Regions from separate parts of the Triticum aestivum genome. Here region 2 is linked to region 1. Evidence: chromatin contacts called from public Hi-C data. All regions are on one chromosome and are shown on one strand. The core of a region is the stretch at or near the end of the contact, and the rest is flanking DNA. Distances in the headings are between cores, read along the strand shown.

Region 1 (5,843 bases), core at 320-2,819:
AACCAGTGAAGCATTGCTAGCGAAAGAGAAAGAAAAAAAAATGGTCGCCCCAGTCTCGCGCGAGGGAGCTATTATATTGAAGCGAGAGTAACCGAAATCATTAGTTGAGTAGTACTAGTTGCAAAGATCATGATTTTTTGTCAAACTGTTATGTTTTTCAAATCCATCACCTTTTAAATATTTCATTAATGCTTTGTGAATGCACGGACTTTTTTCAAATGCATCCTTTATTTCAGATTAGCAAACTTTTTCCAAATTTATGAACGTGTTTCGATTAATTGAATGTGTTTCTTAAATCAACAAACTTTCTCAAATTGATGAATTTTTACCAAAAGACAACGGTCAGTGGGCCAGTTAATAGCCAGCTGAATTAAAATCAGGTATGACTTCAGAAAATATTCATGAATAAAATATATGAACTTCAAAAATATTCTTTTATTTAAATAATCATCACAAATTTGAAAAAATACCGCTGACTCAAATATTGTGCACGACATCAAAAGGAATGTTTGTGACAATAGAAAATCAATTTACAAACACAAATTAAAGAAACATGAAAAAAAACTCAAAGAAAATACAAAAAGTAGAAAAGTATTGATAATACAAAGAGAAAATAAAACATAGGAGAACCAGGAAAAACTAGTGGAAAACACAAAGAAAAAGAAAAACAGAAAGAAACCAAAAAACCAGTGAAGACAAAAAGCAAAAACTAAAACAGAAAAAAATGTGGAAGCTTCCCAAGGCCAGCATGGATGGGACCTCCTATATCACGCGTGGGGGTGGAGGAGTGGTCATACCGACCCCTCGCTGCCCCAGCGTGCCCGTATGGACCGGCCCTTTTCCGACTGCTCTATCTTTTAATTATTGTTTTATTTTTTACTTTTTATTTTTTTTCGTTCTGTATTTTAATAATTCACGGTTACAAAAAGTTCCGAAATTTTAAAAAAATTCCATTATGAATAAGAGAAAATGAAGAAATCATAAAAATGTTCGCAAATTTAAAAAATGTTCATGATTTAAAAAAATGTAATGATTTCAAAAAATGTCATAATTTTAAAAAATGATCATCAGATTTAGCAAATGTTCATGGTTTAAAAAATGTTTATGATTAAAAAAAAGCTTTTGCGTATTCAGAAAATGTTCACCGATGAAGAGAATGTACACGAATTTAAAAAATTTCTGTTAATTCGGAAAAAATTTCATCAATTTCGAAAAATGTAGAAAAATGATTATGAATTTGTAAAAAACATTTTCATGATTTCAAATAAATTCGAGAATTTTGAAATGTTCATGATTTCAAAAAAATATTCACAATTTTAAAACATGTTCACGAATTTAAAAGATTTTCACAAATTGTAAAAAGAATAAAAATGAAAAAGGAAAAGGAAAACTAGAAAACAAAACAAAAGAAAAGAAAAAAGAAAAGAAAAAAAAAGAAAAAAAAGAAAAAACATCAAATGAGAAAGAAAAAGATAGTGTGGGACCTCACGCCCCACATAGCCGGCCCAGAAGGCGCGCATGGGAGCTGGGGGTACGCGCTACGGTGCTAGGGGACTCCTTATGCGCTATATGGGATCAGCCAGCATGGATGTTTTCGGAAACAAGTCCCACACAGGATGCTTCCCAGCACTTGGAGGGTTCGTAATGGGCTGGCCCACATTTTCCTGCGTGGATCCAGCGGACAGGAGGTTTTTAACGAATGTCCTATTCGGCGCCCCCACTGCCACTCGGCTTCACGCACCAACGAGCGTAAGCGGGCCTGCCCAGCATCGCTCGTGTCCAGAAAGAAAAATAATTCTACACCTCACTTTTCTGCGAGATGTGGGGATCGAACCTGCAAGCCTACTTAGTCGGACTTGGTACAATACCAATTGCACCTCAATCAAATTGATGTTTCATGAAAACAACACTATTTGACCCTTGTTTCAGTCCCAATATAAATTATTAAAATATGTAAATTACAAAAATAATTCACAAATTTAAAAGGTTCACGGATTTTTAAAATAAATGTTCACAAAATTGAAAATTTTCATCAATTTTCGCAAAAAGTTCATGAATTTGAAAAAAGTTACCTTATTTTGAAAATATGTTCACGAATCAATGGAATTTCTTGGAATTCCATGGACTTTTTTTCCAAAATCCGGTGAACTTTTTTCAAATTTCTTGGAATTCCATTGATTTTGATAAAGAAAGTTCACAAATTCAGAAAAAGTTCATCAATTTAGAAAAAAAGTTCCCAAATTCAAAAAAGGTGCACCGAATTTTGGAGAAAAAGTTCATCAATATTAATAAAAAATTCATGCATTTTGAGAAAAAGAAAAAATGACAAGAAAAAACAAAAAGGGAAAAGAAAAGGGGAAAAAGAAAAATGAAAAGAAAAGGAAAAGAAGAAGGAAGAAAGAGGAAAAAAGGTGGAAACAAATCACATAAGGCGGATTGCATAGTTGGCTACCGCTAGAATTAAACATGGGTGTTGTGGGGTCCAATGCGGTACATTATTTTTATTGCAGTAGTATAAACAGAATAAAATAAATGGTAAACGGGCCAGCCCAGCAGGGAGCGGGGTGTGCGTCCGTTTGTTAAAAATCCTATATCGGACGCTGAAGGCATCAAATAGTGTTTGGAAATTTTTAACTCCCCCAAATTTGGCCTACATTTTCCTACCTTTACAGCCATCCATTACAAATAGGCCCAAGTCTGTCCTAGTGACGTACTATGGCCTAGGAGATCATTGGGTCTTCAAATAGAAGTAACAGTCTGTCCACGCAAAGAACTCAAAACTGTACCTCGCAGTAACCAGCTTTTTGTTGTCTCAAAAAATAAGTAACCACCTTTTTTTGGGTGCTTCGGTAGAAAATAGACTCTTATCTCAAAAAAGTCTATTTCTAACCCTAAAAAAAACTTTCTGTTCTCTTCCTTATTTTTTTTCGAAAAGGAGGATTACCCTCAGCCTTTGCATCAAGCGATGCACATAGTCACAACAGTTTGGTTCATGGGAATTAGAGATGAGGAATGAGAGTTGAGGGGTGAGGAGATTAAAAGTCCACTGATTCGTTAGAGTGAATGAGAGTTTAAGTGGGAAGGGGAATGAGAGTTGAGGAAGCAAATTTCTACCATTTTCTTCCCATGGGTACCTATTAATTCGTGGGCAAAACTTTATCCCACACTAATTTCCATCAAATACCAACACAAGGGAATGGGAGTAGAAATGTACTTCCCAAGCCTAATCCCTCCACAAACTCTCTTGTGCAAACTCCCATTCCCCTAAACTAGCCGCCACCATGTGAAGGTGACTAGGGAGGCGATCCTCTACCTCCGATCTACACCGGCCAGGGCTGGTCCCCTCTCCTTCGACTGTTGCTCCGGCGACAGGAGGGAGCGGGACATCGTTCCTCCACTTTGTAGTTAGGGTTTGGTTTTGTAGGTCGTGGTGCGCCGTTGGGTTGGTGGGAACGGCGCCCAGATGAATAAATTTGCCTCAGCTAAACTCCCACACCGGCGGTGTCCTTCGTGGTGGCGTCTCGGAGTTGATGGCATCGTGTGTTTACGGATCCTTCAGATCGACGGCGTTAGTGTTCATGGATGGTGTCGGTGAGGCGGCGTCGGCGGCAACCCCTCTAGGTGTGTCTCTGCTTCTGATGTATCCCCGTTGCTGTGGTGTTGTCTCCGACATCACAGTGGAGTAGGGAGGTTTTGTCGTCCGGGAGTACGCGCAGACGGTTTCCTACGCATGTGACAACTGGAAGAATGTGCATCCTGTGTTGGGTTGGTGGTTGGAGGTTGGCAATTCTGGTTTCCTCCTCCGACGTCGTAGCCGTGCAAGGGTGTCGGTCTGGAGTTCGATGGCGTGTTCGGGGACACATTGCCCCGGTCTGATTCTTTCAACGATAATGGTTTGGCTTCACGCAAACTACTTTGGAGGTCCGTAAAACTTCATATCAGCGATGGAGCCGCGTCGAACTCGGGTGAAGAGGGACAATCGCTGGTTTTTTGCGTAGGATTATCCTATTTTTTCGGTCCCGTAATGTCGGTGTTTACGTAGCTTGTAACTGGGTCTTTTTATTAATGAGACGCGTATTACCGTGCAAAAAAAACTTCCATTCCCCTGCCCAAGTGGTTACCAAACATACCAATTAATAAAACGAATCAAGTATCGAAATGCCAAAAACATCTGAGAAAGTGAAACGAGGACAAGATACATAACGAAAAGCCACAACTGGTGAAAATAGGACACTATGCCTGCACACTCATCCTATTATTGTACACGCATTTAAACGGGTTGTATGTACCATGTGCTACTGTCTCTCATCGGTTGCCCCCCAAAATCATAAGCTCCCTAGTTTCCACATGGGGTAGTAATGATTATGTATTGACCCATCCAGACGTTCAGTAGATAACCTGGAAAAATGTAATATTTGTTATGTTAAACACACAATCGTTTCGAGAGTTTCAAGTAGCCCAAAGTAAGGCACAAACCACCAGACGAACTCATGCCGCTGTATTGGTCTCTACCCCACCTAACCTGTTATCAAACAAAGGAATAACTATTAGGTGGAAGTACGTTAAATGACACATGTATTGTTCACCATAATAACTTGGCTAGCGGGCACTTAAGAAATAACTGTTGAATCCTTTCCTCGTGGTAAAAAAACAACAACGCCTACTATCTTCCAACCTATGTTTTGCCAAATTATCGTTACTTAGAATCACACCCTTATGCATAAACCACATGAAAAGCTTGATATTTGAAGACACTTTTGTTTTTCATATGTGAATAGACCGAGGGATTGGTCTATAGTAATCAAGTCCACAAACATAGATTTTACGAAAAACACGCTAGAAGGAGGAAGTGTCTATCGAAATGAATCTGGCTCATTAAGCTCATCCTTCTAAATGTTTGTTTATCTTCTATCATATCGTTTGCTCAATTAGTGCTTGTTTTTTTTTTCTCAAAACAGAACGGCTAGTTGGTTGACCAATCAAAGCTCTTATGAGGGTTAGGGCAAGTTCAACGAGAGTAACCAACATACATCCTCAAATCGTGTGGAGACATGTCTAGACATGTCCACAAACTACAGAGCAGGTGGTTTCAAAGTTGAGTTATCGTGTCCGAGGCTTGCCTATACTCCCCAAACCTTCCCTAAGTTTGACAGCCGCTTGTCGGTGATGGAAATATGCCCTAGAGGCAATAATAAAGTTGTTATTATTATATTTCCTTATTCATGATAAATGTTTATTATTCATGCTAGAATTGTATTGATCGAAAACTTAAATACATGTGTGGATACATAAACAAATACCGTGTCCCTAGTAAGCCTCTACTAGACTAGCTCGTTGATCAAAGATGGTTAAGGTTTCCTAACAATAGACATGTGTTGTCACTTGATAACGGGATCACATCGTTAGGAGAATGATGTGATTGACAAGACCCGTCTGTTAGCTTAGCATATGATCGTTCAGTTTATTGCTATAGCTTTCCTAATGTCAAATACATATTTCTTAGACTATGAGATCATGCAACTCCCGGATACCAGAGGAATACCTTGTGTGCTATCAAACGTCACAACATAATTGGGTGATCATAAAGATGCTCTACAGGTATCTCCGAAGGTGTCTGTTGAGTTGGCATGGATCAAGATTAGGATTTGTCACTTCGTGTATCGAGGAGGTATCTCTGGGCCCTCTCGGTAATACACATCAAAAGAAGCTTGCAAGCAAAGTGACTAAGGAGTTAGTTACGAAATGATGTATTACAGAACGAGTAAAGAGACTTGCCGGTAACGACACTGAACTAGGTATAGAGATACTGACGATTGAATCTCGGGCAAGTAACATACCGACAG
Region 2 (5,843 bases), core at 1,584-4,083, 200 kb after region 1:
CTATGTTAAATATTTTCGTATTTCCTGCAAGGACAAATTATGTGGCAGTTTTGTTATTTTGAAAGAACATGAGGCCTTAAAACTCTGGTGAATTTTCTGCAATTCAAACTGAATTCTGTAGAACATCATTGTTTTCAGAAATTTACACTGGAAAATTTTATCAGGGACGACCAAAATCATAGTGTTAAGGCTGGGCTAAAGGTGCATCACACTAGTCGATAGAAGTATTGGTCCTACAGGAACGACTCTACTATGTATAGTGGGATAAGTAAATTATTCTGGAATTGACAACTGACTAGCCCTAAAGTATACCCTTGCAATCAAGACCGTCGTGTTGTACAATTGCACTACCTTTTCTCAGCTTGTCCAACGACTGGACTGGCTTACCCGGCAGTTGGACAGGCACCCAATGATTGCTGAAGAATGCAAATCAAACAGACTAACATTATTTTGAATACTCACTCAAAGAGAAGGTTCACAAATAAGTTCAGTGAATCATAAGCCCATGAGGTTTGAGTTAATATATAACACAGCCGTTGTGTTTTTGTCAAGACATACACTTAATTCTACACAAGATCTAGGCTACTAGGTATTATATGGGGGTAACAACTTATTGCATATATCCAAAAGATAATAGGTAGATAAATAGTTGATGTTCAACTCTGTTTTTCCTAAGTACTGTATTGTATTTCTATCAAGATCATCACAGCATGATAGGTAAGGTGAAAACCCCTTTATGAGGTGTAGAACAGTTTCGCACGCCCTTTACTTTATCTATATTTATGACACCAATGAAGGGGAACACAACATCATTTTTTATGCCAGTATTACATATTTAATGCCTTGTGCTTGTCTAAATTAACTGTTGTTACTATGTCATATATAATTTACATTTTACATTTTAAATTCCAATTCAGCATGAAGAACACAATTGAACGTTATAAGACAGTCACAAAGGATAATTTGGGCAGACAGACGGTACAGCAAGATATAGAGGTACATAGTTCTGCTTGATGTGCTTACTTCACATTTGGTCACATAATTTCAATTTGGAGATAATCCCTCCGTCCCAAAATAAGTGACTCAACTTTACACTAACTTTGTACTAAAGTTAGTACAAAGTTGAGTCACTTATTTTGGGACGGAGGGAGTACTTATGTAGCTAAATGGTGAGAGATGGTGTATTAACTGAGAGATTAAGCTAGTCAGCAACGCAGCACTGAGAAGCCTGCGTTTTAATGCTCCATTTGGTTTGCAACCATTTCCCAGCTGATGATGGTGCTACTGAAATGTGAAAACTATCGTATGGACTAAAGCAGCACAGTTCAATTAGTATTGCTGACATTAAAAAAAAATGACACGATAGTACATTCTAGCAGTTATTTCATGTTTGATAATACATAGTACTAACTTAGTTCAGGTATTATCCTTGTGACCTCAACTGCAGAAAGTAAAAGCTGATGCTGAGGGCTTGTCAAAGAAGCTTGATGCTCTTGAAGCTTGCAAAAGGTAACCACTTCGGCTTCCCAAGAGACCGCTATCCCTGTAACTAGCCAAAACTGAGTTGTCACCATCTGGTATCACTGAGATGCAGCAAACTTTTGGGCCAAAATTTGGAAGAATGCTCTATTGAAGAACTGCAAAGCTTAGAGGTCAAAATTGAAAGAAGCCTTCTAGGCATCAGGGCAATGAAGGTTAGCACAGTATGAAAGAGTAGTAATAATGTATCTATCTGTGCACATAATAAGCTTACACAACCATGTAATGGTGCTTAATTGTCTTCCTCTTTCATGGCAGACTCGGCGGTTCGAAGAGCAGCTCTCTACGTTGAGGCAGAAGGTAACCTCTCTGCCCCAGAAAACCTGAAACAAGAGGGAGTGTGTATAGACAGAGTTCCTTACATGGCTGTTGATTTGTCACATGGACCTGGAGCAGGAGATGAAGTTGCGGCAGGACAATGAAGAACTATATAGCCAGGTAAAGATGGATGGGCAGTGAAGTTGCTGCCTGGTGGACTGAAACGGCCAAACTTACCATTACTCTGAACGCGTACCTCATGCGATATCCTATGCGCATCCCATTCCCAGCAGAGATCACCCATCCTATCCATGATGCATCCTCTGATCTGCTACCCTGGCTAACTTGTGCAGTGCCAGAAGGAACAGCACTCTGCGTTGGAGGCGGCCGCGCCCCCTGCTCCGGCGACCTTGGCGGCGCTCCCTGCTCCAGTGACCCTGGCGGAGCAGGGCCAGCAGGTGGTGGATGTGGAGACGGATCTATTTCTTGGATTGCCCGGCACCGGCCGCTCCTGAGATTCAGGCAGGCTGACAACGCCTGAGAAAAATGCCCAGAATAAGCTGGCAATGGAGTTGCAAGCAGCAGCAGGCAATGGATGCGGACGGCGTATAGATATAATATAAACCCTGTGCAGCGGAAACCTCGAGAGTACATACATGAATTAGTTGTTGTTGTTGATGTTTCCCCGGGCTCTGGTTGTGATGTGCCGATGTCGTTGATGAGAGGAACGGATCGTCCGCCATAGATCCTCTGGAGAAGAAGGGTGGCGGAGGGAAAGCTAACGGATATTTATGGTGGCACGCGGGCGAAGGAGCAGGAGCAGGTCGCCTCTTGGGCGCGCGACGGAGGTGTTGCGTGGGGCGAAGCGACGTTTGGATTTTGCGTCTGGTTGCCAGCTCCCTCTGCACTTCCATGGTCGGCGACGAAACGCGTCGGGCGCGCAGAGGAAAGCAGCTCCTCGTTTCCTGTTCCGTCTCACTCTGCGAGTGGGAAATGAGAAGGGCTTGGCCGGCGGTTGGTAATAGAGATCGACACGACTCTCTATTGCCGAAGTTTCGAACCTCTTCCCGGGTGTGCACGCGTACATGTTCCAGGAGGATCGATTTACCTTTGTGAACAAAACGATGAAACTTATATTTCAGTAAAAAGAAAACGACGGAAGTGATGAGGATAGAAAAGCTGGGCCAAAATTGGAAACGGGCCTAACTGTCAGAATAGTGGTCGGTATCCAAGCCTGACGAACCGGCCAGCGGCCTCTTGTGAACCGGCAGACCCTATTTGACGCTCGTTACCGTCAAAAGGTTCTGCTTTCGCTGAGGCGAGCTGCCTGCTGGGCCGGCCCATATATGGGGTTCGCGTTTCTCCGTTCGGTACAGCTTCCTTCGCTGTTTCGCGAGTTTTTTCGTTTCTTTTCTTTACTTTTGTTAAGAAAATGTTTCACCGTACATTATGAAAAGGTTCACTATCATTATGAAAAAAATTCAGTGTGTATTACAAAAATGTTCATCGTGCATTTAACAAAATGTTCACAATATATTTAGAAAATGTTCATTATGTACGTGAAAAATGTTCAGTGTATATCACAAAATGTTTAACGCATATTTAAGAAAATCTGTGTATATCACAAAAATGTTCAATGTATATTTAAAAATTGTTCAGCATATATTAAAATGATGTTCAATGGTTGTTTTTTTGAGTTATTATCTGCCGCTGCGCATAGTTCTTAAAAATACTCGCACCCTACTAATCACTAACAGTGGTCAGCTCAAACTGGTAAAGAAGACTTGCTTTGGACTTTTGGTTGTGAGTTCGATTCCTCAACTGAACATTGTTTTTTTGCTATTTTATTATAAGTGCAGCTTACAGTAACGCCACCGAATGGGCCGGCCCAATTCAATGCACGCCCTGTGCGAAAGCTCCTCCTGTTGACGCTCTGTTGTGAACCCAAGCGGCAGCGATTCACATTCTACGAAACCCTATTCTCTCTCTAAAAAATAAAATAAAACAGAAAGCCCTATTCTCACTAACCCATCGGGGTTTAAGTCCTATACAGCGTTGCTCACATTTTTTTGAATATAGTCCTTTCGATGACGTGTGTTCAGTGCAAGGGGATGTCATCGTCGACTACGAAGACGTAATCTCAAGATGATGTGCCGACTCAGTCTCTTAAAGATGCCCATATAGGAGAGAATGTGTGTGCGTGCGTTCAGAGGAATGAGCTTATGTTTGTATGAGCATCTGTGTCTGTACTGTGCCCAAAGTGTCACCGATTCACATAGAAACGGTCGACCCTATTTTATTATAAGTGCAGCTTACAGTGACGCCTCCGAATGGGCCGGCCCAATTCAATGCACGCCCTGTGCGAAAGCTCCTCCTGTTGACGCTCTCTTTTGAACCCAAGCGGCAGCGATTCACATTCTACAAAACCCTATTCTCTCTCTAAAAAATAAAATAAAATAGAAAGCCCTATTCTCACTAACCCATCGGGGTTTAAGTCCTATACAGCGTTGCTCACATTTTTTTGAATATAGTCCTTTCGATGACGTGTGTTCAGTGCAAGGGGATGTCATCGTCGACTACGAAGGCGTAATCTCAAGATGATGTGCCGACTCAGTCTCTTAAAGATGCCCATATAGGGGAGAATGTGTGTGCGTGCGTTCAAAGGAATGAGCTTATGTTTGTATGAGCATCTGTGTCTGTGTTGTGCCCAAAGTGTCACCGATTCACATAGAAACGGTCGACCCTATCTAGCAATTGGGCTTTCTCCTTCCACTTTTGGAAACTCCCAGCCAATTTTTACCTATTTTGTAAACCATCTAGAAGGTTCCTGAACCGGTATTTTTCTTTCTTTTACTGGCTATTATAGTTTTTAATAGTTTTTCATCAATTCAAAATTTTCACTAAAATCAAATCTTAAAAAATTGTTTGAAAATCACAAAATTTGTTTGGTTTTCAAAAATCTTTGGTATTTCAAATTTATTCGTATTTAAAACATGTTTAATTTCTAAAAAATCATTTTTTGAAAAAAATCAAATCTTAATAATTTTTCGAAATCTACAAAGGATACTTGCTTTCCCCAAAAGTAGTGTGAAATTTCAATGTTTTGATATTTTTTATATAATGAACAAAATTTTAAAAATTATTCAGTTTCAAAAAAGGTTTAAATCTTCAAATTTTGTTTGAAATTGCTAAAATGTATGGATTATTATCACTTTTTTATATGCTTTTAGAACACATTAACAATTTCGATTTTTTTCACTTTTTACAAAAAATAGGAATTAAAAAAACTCAATTATAAATTTTGTTCGTGTTTAAAAAAATGCTCACTATTTATATTCGGAGTTCCATTTTTTGGCTCATGTTTTTTGAAAAAATGGTTGGTATTTTAATTTTTTCTCACATTTTTCAAAAAAAAATCAGATAATTGAAAAAAATTATAGTACAAGATACCTTATACGCTATAATATGCGGCTGAGTATATGCTATTATACATGACACATACTCCCTCTCTCCAATAATAAATGCTCCTAATATGTTTTTTGAGGCTAACCTTGAGCACATGTTAGAGTAATAATATATGACATGCAAGTTACACAAAGCATATCATCAAATTCATACATGAAAGGAGCTTCCAGTGATATAACTTTCACACTATACATCTCATATACTATTAATCTTATCAATAGTCAAAGGCAGTCTAAAAAAATGCATTAGGCCATATATATTGAGGGAGTAATACACAAAATAATACATGTTGCAGATGTTTTAAATGTTAGATTTTTTCTAAACTAAGCAAACATTATTTTTCCATCGATTACGCATTTTCTAACAAATATATGAAAATGTTTTTTGAATGCGTGAACATTTTAGAAAATGTTGTTATAATTCAAAAAGAAACATTTGTGCATTTCTGAAAAATGCTCTCTTACATTTCGTCAACACTTTTTAAAATGTATGATAAACACTTTTTAAAAGTTGATTAAATTAGTATATGAAATACATGTATCTATAATATTACCGAAATATAAGGAAATTTTCCAAAGGAA

What was found. A called contact is a pair of places that touch in the nucleus more often than the background predicts.
Region 2: a Hi-C map of leaf shows a contact between it and region 1, with 4 times the contacts expected there. The contact joins two enhancer-like sites. A contact is called at or near these places in 3 of 5 Hi-C or Micro-C datasets (leaf and an unstated tissue).

What each region holds. Positions count from the first base shown.
Region 1 is chr4D:498,218,307-498,224,149 of IWGSC CS RefSeq v2.1, forward strand. No RefSeq gene overlaps it. Among protein-coding and RNA genes, the nearest start is that of LOC123099002, 19 kb to the left of the region's middle. Within about 2 kb of position 1,570, at least 6 of the 8 cell types and tissues checked have an H3K27ac peak or open chromatin away from gene starts, as enhancers often do. A contact at or near this core is called in leaf, where this site is marked.
Region 2 is chr4D:498,416,913-498,422,755 of IWGSC CS RefSeq v2.1, forward strand. It overlaps LOC100125729 (MADS-box transcription factor 50), which reads left to right. Exons shown (of 8, transcript XM_044521108.1): 3 at 918-996; 4 at 1,448-1,509; 5 at 1,595-1,694; 6 at 1,798-1,839; 7 at 1,936-1,977; 8 at 2,151-2,481. The coding sequence ends at 2,312. Among protein-coding and RNA genes, the nearest start is that of LOC100125729, 14 kb to the left of the region's middle. Within about 2 kb of position 2,834, at least 7 of the 8 cell types and tissues checked have an H3K27ac peak or open chromatin away from gene starts, as enhancers often do. A contact at or near this core is called in leaf, where this site is marked.